2 separate regions of the Mus musculus genome follow, and region 2 is linked to region 1. A link is a contact called in public Hi-C data. All regions are on one chromosome and are shown on one strand. Each heading gives the region's core, a stretch centred on a gene start, on an enhancer-like site or on the middle of the called end of the contact. The rest is flanking DNA. Distances are from core to core; before and after follow the strand shown.

Region 1 (5,215 bases), core at 1,952-4,451:
AAATCTCTCAATAACCTTCGCATGGCCATCGTGGTTATGACTACTTTCCCCTTTCCTTGATTCTCTGTCTACTGTTCTTGTGATTCTGGCGTGCTTGCCTCTATGAGCTAGACTAGCCATGAAGGCAATGCTTTCAACCTTGCACCTATCACAGCCACAGTTTCCTCTTTAAAAAAAATAAAATAAGAAAGGAGGCAGTGTAGGAGGTACAGTGGTTCTTGTGCTTACAGATAAGCACCAGGGGAACCAGAAATGTTAGACACACAGTTTTTTCCCGTCAAGCGAAGAGACACATACCCCGTTATCTGCCCAGAAGGCAGAGAGCAGATGTGGTTATTAGCCTGGTGATCTTTTCGCTATCTGTGTGGCCAAGACCACAGTAGATCCTCCTCCAGACCCTTATCATGAGTTTGGTTTTGGTTGTTGTTTTGTTTTGTTTTGTTTTGTTCTGTCTTGTTTTTCAGTCAAGCCATAGAACACTTCCTTATGGAAAGTGTCACATGGACTGCACAGAGAATCTCAGGGCAGTTACATCTGAAGCCTTACTGTACACATGGAACTGAGTTATTATCACCAGGAAAGGTAATTGGGCTGTGCTTAATATGCCTAAAATAAACTATTCAAGGTTAGAGTCCTGAAGTCTGAACCAACACCAGCTATGCAGTGCTTTTGAACTGAACTACCTTCTGGCCTCCCAAAGAAAGATGCTCTGTTAGCCATGGTACCCACAGAAGCCTCGGACATGATTATCTTTAGAGGCTGGGAAGTCCAAATCAGGGCAGCTGCATGTGATGGAAAGGTAAGCAGGTATGTGAGAGAGAACTGAAGCATGGAAAAGGTAAACTCCCTTGGTAGTAGCAGCTTTCTATGGCGACAACTAACCTACTCCCATGATAACTGCATTAATCTATCCCTGAGGGCTCCATTAAGGTACCCAGCATCTCCTCCTTAGCCCTACAGCCCACCATGGCTCACTCAGGAACTCACTTCCCAACAGAGGTCTTCTGGGGGATAAAACCTTCAAACCAAGCAGAAATAAAACTGACTCATTGTGCTACTATTAAAAATGTCAGTGTTTAAAGTGTCCCAATATATATGGAAGCCACCCAAATTTCTCTACAACTGAATTTTCTCCTATCCTTATAACATTGATGAATATAGATTCAGACAATATTGACCTAAAAATAAATCCTAAAAATCAATTTGCAATATACTCCATGTATAAATTTTCAGACTACAACAAAAGTTTTTCCCAGTGAAAACCAACATCTATATTCTTTTTTGATGTTTAAGTTTGAACATGTCTTATTCAATACATAGATTGCTGGTACCATTTACCCATACAGCTAGTTGACAAATAAGGGGGAAAATGAGCTGAAATTAGTTGAAAACTTGTTCAAGTAAATAGAATGGATGGGGGAGATATCCTTGGTGAAATGTGATGCAGCCATCAAGGGGACAAGCAGCTTTGGTCTTAGGAAACACAAAGTTTGTTCCCAGCCACTGCAGGGATGTGCTGGCCTGGGAGGGGTGACATGTGACTGTTGTAGAAACCAGGAACACAGCAATGACTCTTGCCCTCCAAGTCTTCTACAGTCACCAAACCCACTGTTTATGGATTTTGTAAGTTTGTTAGAAGCCATCCACTAAGCCCTTTGAACTCTGGCAGAGGAGGGCTTTATAAATAGAATTTGAGCCCATGAGGTACTATCCCAGTGAAGCTAATTTCTCATGTTTCTTTGAAAGAAAAAAAATATTATTGCACAAGTGACCTAATAGGAGACAAACAGAGCAACCCAGCTTTCCAATCCACTAGTGTTTGAAACACTTTCCTGGGGGTCTCCTTTGATACATGGCTTAACATTTACCGTCTTTGTTGGTGACATTTCGAATCATTGTCTTTTTTTCTCAAAATAAAGGTTGGAGGGGCTGGCAAGGTATATTAGCAGTTAAAAGGGATAACTGCTCTTCCAGAGGACCCATTCAGTTCCTAGATCCCATGAAGGGCAACCTATAATTCCACCTTTAAGGGTTCTGACACCCTTACCCAGTCTCTTCAGGCACTGGTATACACTGGTTAAACACAGTATACAAATACATGCACATACATAAAAATAATTTAAGAAGAACAATCTTTTAAAAGCAAAATAAAATATGCAAGCCTGCAAGAAGCAGTTTCCGAAGAAGGTTTTTTGTTTGGTTGGTTGGTTGGTTGGTTGGTTTCAAAACACTTACAACTCTAGAATTTGAGAATTTGTTCTTAATTTAATGATAGGCAAGGGAGACATTTTGACAACAGTACACTCAGAAGGTATTTGCCAACCATTTAGTGAGCAAAGGGTTAACATCCAAACTATATGAGGAATCACTGTTCCGGCCACACTGTGAGACTCAGCTCTGGGAGAGCATCTGGCTGCCAGGCCGGGTCTCAGGCACTGACTTCAGGTCCCCTGTGCCTACTGAAGGTTCCGTTCAGAAGCCACCACTCTGCCTTCATCCAGGCCACCCAGAGGGAAGGCAGGACTTAGTGATGAACAGGACTGGCCTGCTCCCAGATGGGCCCCAGGAGCCAGGCTTGCTCTGCTCAATCATCAGCTAAGTGTAAGCCACCTTAACGTCACAGTGAGGGTTAGCCTCTGAAGAGAGAAAGCTGACGCGCACATATTGTCAAAAAAAAGAAAGAAAGAGAGAGAGAGAGAGAGAGAGAGAGAGAGAGAGAGAGAGGGGGGGAGAGAGAGAGAGAGAGAGAGAGAGAGAGAGAGAGAGAGAGAGAGAGAGAGAGAAAAGAAAACTTCTTTTAGTCCATTGCTGGGATGAACTTCGGGAAACCTACGCCACACCTACACCTCTATTCGTTGATTCGTCCTACATGTCTATCTGTTCCTCATCTGAAATGACACCCTTTGCACCTGTGCCTGTGGCCCTCAATCTGCTAAAGGTATGCAGCGCTTCAAATCCACATTGAGTGTCTAACCGTGTTAGACGGACTACTCAAAGCCTTGACGGAGAAAAACAGCATCTAAAGGTGATGTGAGGGTTAGATGCGCAGGTGCTGAAGGCAGGGAGGTGACTCCGAAGAGGTGGCAGCTGCTGGGAATGGCCCCAGTGAAGAAGCAATCCACCACAAAGGCACCGTGGCCTCAGAGCACTGCACAGATGAACGCTCTCCCGGGAAGCCCAGTTTCCTGTCAACAGTCACCCTGCCTTTTATCTTTCCTCTTTCTCAGCAACAGCAATAACAGCCGACGTCCGCACCACGCCCTGGGCTCTGTTCTAAGCAAGCTGCCTTCGTTTACTCTCATTTCTCGGAGGTAGAAACTGTTTGTCTTCGTTTTACAGACAGGGGAACCGAAGGAGAAGTCGATCGACATCCCCCTCAGGAAGTCGAGAGTCGGATTGGAACATTTTTGATTACAGTTCTTGAGAATAGACTTAGGCTCCTGCCTTCAGTGGGCAAGCGTCCTACTGCTCAATGAGCTGTGCTCCTAGAATTCTTACCCAGTGTGCCATCCGCCTTCTTACAGGACCCACATTCTGATGCCTGTCACGTGTGTCACCCCTGCTAGCAGATGACATGCTCTACGAGCAGCAAGCAAGGGAAATAAGTCCTTTATTCAGTCTCTGGCATTTACTTCATGACTGCTGTCTGCCAAATGTTTAACCCCTTCACACACACACACACACACACACACACGCACGCACGCACGCACGCACGCACGCACGCATGCACGAGCGCGCCTGAACTGGTTACATTGCATACCGTAGAACTCAGTCATCTCAGAGGTGGGTGGAACTGACAGAAGCATCACTGGGCATCAGAACTAGCAAAGGAAGACCTCACTCACATACACCTCTAGGCAGCCTCTCTAGCAGGAAGTTCCCGAGCTTGCCCACCTGACAATAAATGTGTGAGGTGTCTTACCTCTCACCCCCATAAAGAACACTAGGGGTAGATGCTGTTATCTGCACAATAAGGAAAGAACACACATGCTTCGGAAATCCATACAGCCAGCAAGGGGGGAAAAAGGCATTGAGACACTTGGATTCACTGCTTTTCCATGCTCCGCAGTTTGGTTGTAGAGTCTTCTTTTGTGGAATGGAATAAAATGCATAAGAAGTAAGCCTAAACAAACTCTGGTATTTATTAATAAGGTATCAACACACACGAACACACACACACACACACACACAATATATATATATATATATATGTATATGTATATGTATATGTATATGTATATGTATATGTATGTATATATATGTATGTGTGTATATATATATATGTATATATATATATATATATATATATATATATATATATATAGAGAGAGAGAGAGAGAGAGAGAGAGAGAGAGAATTCATCCCCAAACAATCTGGACAAGGACTATCTCCAGAGAAAAAGACACTCCAACAGTTTCTGGGGGTGTTTCCCATGTTGTATTCTTTGCCCTGAGTGGTAATGGCATTGAGTGGTAACACATTTGTTTGGTACCTGTACGTGCATTATGCCACCATATGTTCTGCCATCCATTCTAGTGGTTTTGGTGAGAGAGGTGGTCTTCCATACACTGCATTAGTTCTGGGTCAGAGAGGCGGGCTGCTTGACATTACAGTGGTCCTGGCAAGAGAGGAGTTTTTGTATATTAGTTTTCTACAAGACCCAAAGGGACCAGTTCTTGAGAAGGTGCCTTGAAAGAGTTGAGGTCATCTTCTCCCTAAGCTCTAGGTCTCCGGATGCTATGTTCCCTCTAATCAGTCCATATATGAGGCCAGTATGCAAGAGAGGAGAGTTGGCTATACTTTGGAGGGAGAAGAACCAAGTAGCCATGTGAGGTCTCAGAGAGGTGTTGGGGTGGGGGTGGGGGTGGGGAGTGGCCACTTCTACAGTTGAGTGGTCAGGGATGTTTAGCAGGAACTAGCTATATCTTAACAATTAAAGTTTAGTGTTGGGAGCCGCGCCCACATTCGCCGTTACAAGATGGCGCTGACAGCTGTGTTCTAAGTGGTAAACAAATAATCTGCGCATATGCCGAGGGTGGTTCTCTACTCCATGTGCTCTGCCTTCCCCGTGACGTCAACTCGGCCGATGGGCTGCAGCCAATCAGGGAGTGACACGTCCTAGGCGAAGGAGAATTCTCCTTAATAGGGACGGGGTTTCGTTTTCTCTCTCTCTTGCTTCTTGCTCTCTTGCTTCTTGCACTCTGGCTCCTGAAGA
Region 2 (5,046 bases), core at 2,218-4,717, 710 kb before region 1:
TTAATAACTTCAAAAATTGGCTATGTTCTATGCTTTTATGTAAAGGGCCCATTATTTGAGTGCAACTTGTTTTAAGACAGGCTAAATATATATAACAGGGTGTCACTTGTCACCAAGGGCAGCACGAGACTGCCAGAGTGACACAGTACACTCGAATAATCATGACAGACAAGAAGATAAGTCACTACTCTCAGCTCAGAGGGGACACTGTATGATGACACATCAGTCCCTGGTAATCACTCCATAAAACAATTTGTAGGAAACTCTTATTTAAAGACTGGGGTATGGTCTGTAGGGAGGAGAGACACAGCAGGTTCTGAGTGAATTTGTACTTGTAGTTAGATCATATAGTCCTTAGCTTTCCACCCTCTAGAGCAGTGCTTTTCAACCTGTGGGTCATGACCCCTTTGGGGGATCACATATCAGATATCCTGCATATCACAGATTTACATTATAAGTCATAACAGTAGCAAAATTACAGTTATGAAATAACAAGGAAATAATTTTATGGTGGGGGGTCATCACAATATAAGGAACTGGATTAAAGTGTCACAGCATTAAGAAGATTGAGAACCATGTCTCTAGAGTAAAATTAGACAATCTGTGAACAAGTATGGATGGAGGGTATGCCCCGTGCCCTGCACTCCAGTGAAACAAGCAAAAGTGTTCTCAAAGAACTTGAAGCTATATGCCCCAGTCCAGGGGAACACCAGGGCCAAGAAGTGGGAGTGGGTGGGTAGGGGAGCAGGGAAGGGGGAGGATATAGGAAACTTTTGGGATAGCATTTGAAATGTATATAAAGAAAATAATAAATAAAAAAATTAAAAAATTATGACTGAGAATTATACCTTAAACACTCAAAACTTCACTGTGCCTTTTCTTTCTTTTCTCTTATTCATCTTGTCATTTAGTGAATGTGTTTATCAAAGACTCTAGGAAGTATGAGAAGTATGGCTAAAAGTAGCCATAATGGCGAGCTTTGGCTTTGATTGAATGAATCTGCCTCAATGATTAAGCACAGTGTTGATAGGGGATAACTCCCAACATTAGTCCTGGGTGTGCACATGGATGTGTGCTCAAGGACATGTGCATCCACTTACATGCAAATACATGCACATCCACACCACACACATACACATGCATGCACACACGCATGCGTGCACTCATGCACCAACACACTCGCGGTAACAGAAAGAAGAAGAGGAAACAGTCAATCCTTAAGGGTAGTAAAATTTCACAGATGCTAATGTAGAAAGCAAAGTTTGAGGAAGAGTAGAGCCATTTATATGGCCAGATGCTCCCTCGAGGTTATAGATAGGTTTATTTTTCCATTCTTTGAAGCATACTCCACATAAATGTGTTATTATATTTTCCACGAGTCTCTACAGCACACAAAATATAATAATGAGCCACTTTTTACTCCAATCTCTCCTAAATGTGGCATATCTCATTACATAGAACTTGTAGGATTTTGATACCCATTTGTCATCACCGCCAGCATCCATTGTATAGTGATTTAAATTTTGCAAACAAACCTAACAGCTGGTGAGGGCATTGCTGCTTATATTGCAGAGCTGTGCCATCTGTTTAGCTGGTGCAATTTGCAAGATTTCTTAGATAGCATATTTCATGATTATTTCATAAGAGGCACCCATGATAAATCCTCTGAGCTGCATCCTTGGAGAAATCAAAAGTAGCATTTATTATAGATTTGAAAATGGTGGTATCCTAGGAGATGATATAGCTGTATATCCCCAGAATTAAAAAGAACAATGTCTCATGTAAATGTCTATACCATACAGACAGAAGTCTTGATGTTGACAGCGGCTGTCATAAAACCCTACAGACAGAATTATTCAGATTTGAGGTCTCTGAGCCCAGCTGACACTAACTGGTGAACCATTCCCTTGGGTTCCTCAATATTTCCTGTCCCCTGCTCCTTCAGAGCCTGCTCTGTAAATCCCTGACTTAATGCCTCTGCCCTCACTGTAAGGAGCAGAGCCACCCTGAGCAATTATGTACACTTGCCCATGGGCAAGGACTTGAAGCATTGGATCCATAGAGATTTAGTCAAACCATTCCCCATATGGGCTAGGCTTAAAGGCACACCAAAACTTTCCCTGGGTGTTCAAGTTCAAGTGTTTATAGATCAGTAGATACATAAACTAGCAACTACAGCCCCCTCCTCCTCCAGCATATTTACAGTCTGAAACAGCTTACCTACAGAAACTTCCTACCAAGACTAAGCCCCAACTCATACCCCTTTGCTGCACTCAAAATATACCGAGGTTCTGAGTTCATAGCAGTAGTAAGTCCCATTCAGACCAAATGCATACACTCCAAGGGACCTCAGTCTTTCTGTATATGTCTCGGTGTGGCTATCCATTCTTCATTCCTTCACCAACGCTAAATCATGGTTTCAGGACTCAAGCTGTGCTGGTTGTGATATCTTCACCACTCCTGGTGAATGGAATTTTCTGGTCCAACAGTGGTGAGATGACTCAGTTGCTAAAGTACTTGGGGAAGTGGAAATAGGATCCCCCGGGGCTTAATGTACACCTAGTCTAATAGAATCAGTGAGCACTAGATACCACAGAAACCCTGCCTCAAAACTAAATAACCAGTTGGGTGGTAGTGGCACACACCTTTAATCTCAGCACTTGAGAAGCAGAGGCAGGCAGATTTTTGAATTTGAGGCCAGCCTGGTCTACAAAGTGAGTTCCAGGACAGCCAGGGCTATACAGAGAAACCCTGTCTCAAAAATAAATAAATAAAATAAATAAATAAATAAATAACCAAATGGAAAAATAAATAATGATTAAGTAAGGTGGACCATAATTGAGGAAGACACCTAATGTTGACCTCTGACCTCTATGCACACATGTGCACATGTACATATACACACAAAAATGGGAGAGCACAAAAGAGTTCCTTCTTGGTCTCTGTATTCTTATAGTGTGTTGTACTTACTTGCATCCTTCTGGAGGATTTATTTATTATCTTTTATAATTTATTTTTGTTATTTTTCAGTGTGTGTGTGTATGAGTCTATCTGTCTCTGTGTGTGTGTATCTGTGTCTTTGTCTCTGTCTGTCTCTGTCTCTCTGCCTGTCTCTCTGTCTCTGTCTCTGTCTCTCTCTCTCTCTCTCTCTCTCTCTTCCTCTCTCTCTTTCTCCTCCATCCACTGAATTTCCCTTTAGAGACCTTGTCTCATTTGTTCCTCTTTCTGTTCCTTTTCTTGCCTTCTTCCCCTTTCTTTGTCTTCCTATAAACCTCCCCGTTTCTCTGTCTCAAAGATCACTCCTAACAAGTATATGCATACTTAAGTGCATATGGATGGATATACCTTTCCAGACTTAAGGAGTATGTCCTTCTCTGTGACCCACAGTCTCTCCTCTCCATTCACCTCTTTACTGTCAAGCTTCTGCAAGATTCCCAACATATTTGTTAGCTCTGCTTGCTTAATAAGCACTCTGAAGCTCACCCTGCTGTGATCTGGTTTTTGTCCTCTGACTCCACCAGAAGGAATCTTGCAAACATCATCAAGGACATTTTTATTTCCAAGGATAATAGATGATTCCAAATTGCTATTTGATGTGACTGGGGGTTGCATTTGGCCCATCTGATTCTGTCCCTGTGCCTCTGTGTCTCTGTATCTCTCTCTCTCTCTGTGTATCTCTCTGCCTATCTCTCCCCCTCTCTCTGTCTCTCTCTCTCTTACACACACACTCACACAAACACACAGACACACAAATTGAGAATGTTTAACTCTACCTATGAAACAACATGACACATTGGAACTCATCGATGTCAGACCCTCTAGGTTTCCGTTCAGTTTGGTTTTCTTCCCCAGCCTTTGTTAGACTGCTATGTAAATGTTGGCGTATCCAGAACAAACTTGCAAATTCTTTTTCATGCTTCTAACAGAACTGCCAGTACGTTCAAACTTGGTCAGTCACAACTACTGCATTGTGTTCATAATTGCATTTCACAGAAGCCCTGAAACACTAAAGTTCAGTTCTCTAGCCCTGAGGACCTATAAAAAAGAATCAATGTAGTGAAAAAATAAATGTAACAACAACAACAACAACAAAACAACAACAATAATAATAATGATAATAGAATAAGTGTGGTGTCTGTAATTGATGATGTAGGTTTAAACATTGTCTATGTCATTAAGATGTGCTGCTTCTCAGGCTCTCCAACCAAGGCCACTGGTTGCTAACTGTAAAGAAAGTACCTTGCACTGTCAGGATGGTAGTTAACCCACATGTAGCTTGTTGTTGTTGACATTTGGACTAATGTAAACAGAGAGAAGTGACATGGGCTGGGTCAAAGAAGCCTGACCATCCAGAGCTGTCCATGTCATGGCAAGATGCTCTTTCATGCTTTGAAGACAAAGAAAAAATCAAGGACATAGTAGAAAGTCAAATGGCAGGCCTCATAGGAAGAAATCTGAATCATCCAACCTCATCTGGGGTACAGAGAATAGCTTTCACGAAATTCGGATGAAGATAACCAGGTCAGAACCTTGAAAGATTCTAGGGGGAAGATTTTAGGGGGAAGTTGTATAACCAGAATAATTGAGATAATTGAAAACTTAAGCTTACTAATTTCAGTGGGTCTCTCAGTGCCATTTAGACATCTAACCATATCTCTCCAAAAAGATTCAAATTTTACATTCTACAAGATACCTGGTCAATAAGCTCTTTCTTTTTCTCCCAACAGAAGCTGCAGCCTGTTCATCCATATCTATCCTGTTGTTTTTGTTAATGAAACTATAGAATTAATGTCCTATTCCTCCTATTCACTAGTCCCTCTCTCTGCACTGCACACACAATACCTTAATGAGTTGTTTTAGTTTGCTCATTTATGATTCAGTTGTCTCTTTTCCTTACTAGATTTTTTAAAATTAGCATTTAACAAATCTAGTGATTCTAGTAACCTTTTAAAACAAGGGGATATGTCATCTTTTCCCTTGCATATTCTCAGACAAATGACTCAAAAGTTTTTCAAGCCTACCCTTTTACGAATTCTTACCCTCTTC

Evidence for each region. A called contact is a pair of places that touch in the nucleus more often than the background predicts.
Region 2: a contact with region 1 is called in a Hi-C map of bone marrow-derived macrophages, with 9 read pairs. The contact joins two enhancer-like sites. A contact is called at or near these places in 1 of 15 datasets of contacts at CTCF or cohesin (large pre-B cells), 1 of 484 Hi-C or Micro-C datasets (bone marrow-derived macrophages) and 2 of 115 datasets of contacts at active chromatin or transcription factors (bone marrow-derived macrophages and regulatory T cells).

Annotation. Positions count from the first base shown.
Region 1 is chr10:96,199,432-96,204,646 of GRCm38.p6, reverse strand. No RefSeq gene overlaps it. Among named protein-coding and RNA genes, the nearest start is that of Gm40746, 21 kb to the right of the region's middle. Within about 2 kb of position 3,201, at least 87 of the 459 cell types and tissues checked have an H3K27ac peak or open chromatin away from gene starts, as enhancers often do. A contact at or near this core is called in bone marrow-derived macrophages, where this site is marked.
Region 2 is chr10:96,908,307-96,913,352 of GRCm38.p6, reverse strand. All of the region lies in intron 1 of Gm46240, which reads right to left. Among named protein-coding and RNA genes, the nearest start is that of Gm46240, 9.5 kb to the right of the region's middle. Within about 2 kb of position 3,467, at least 12 of the 459 cell types and tissues checked have an H3K27ac peak or open chromatin away from gene starts, as enhancers often do. A contact at or near this core is called in bone marrow-derived macrophages, where this site is marked.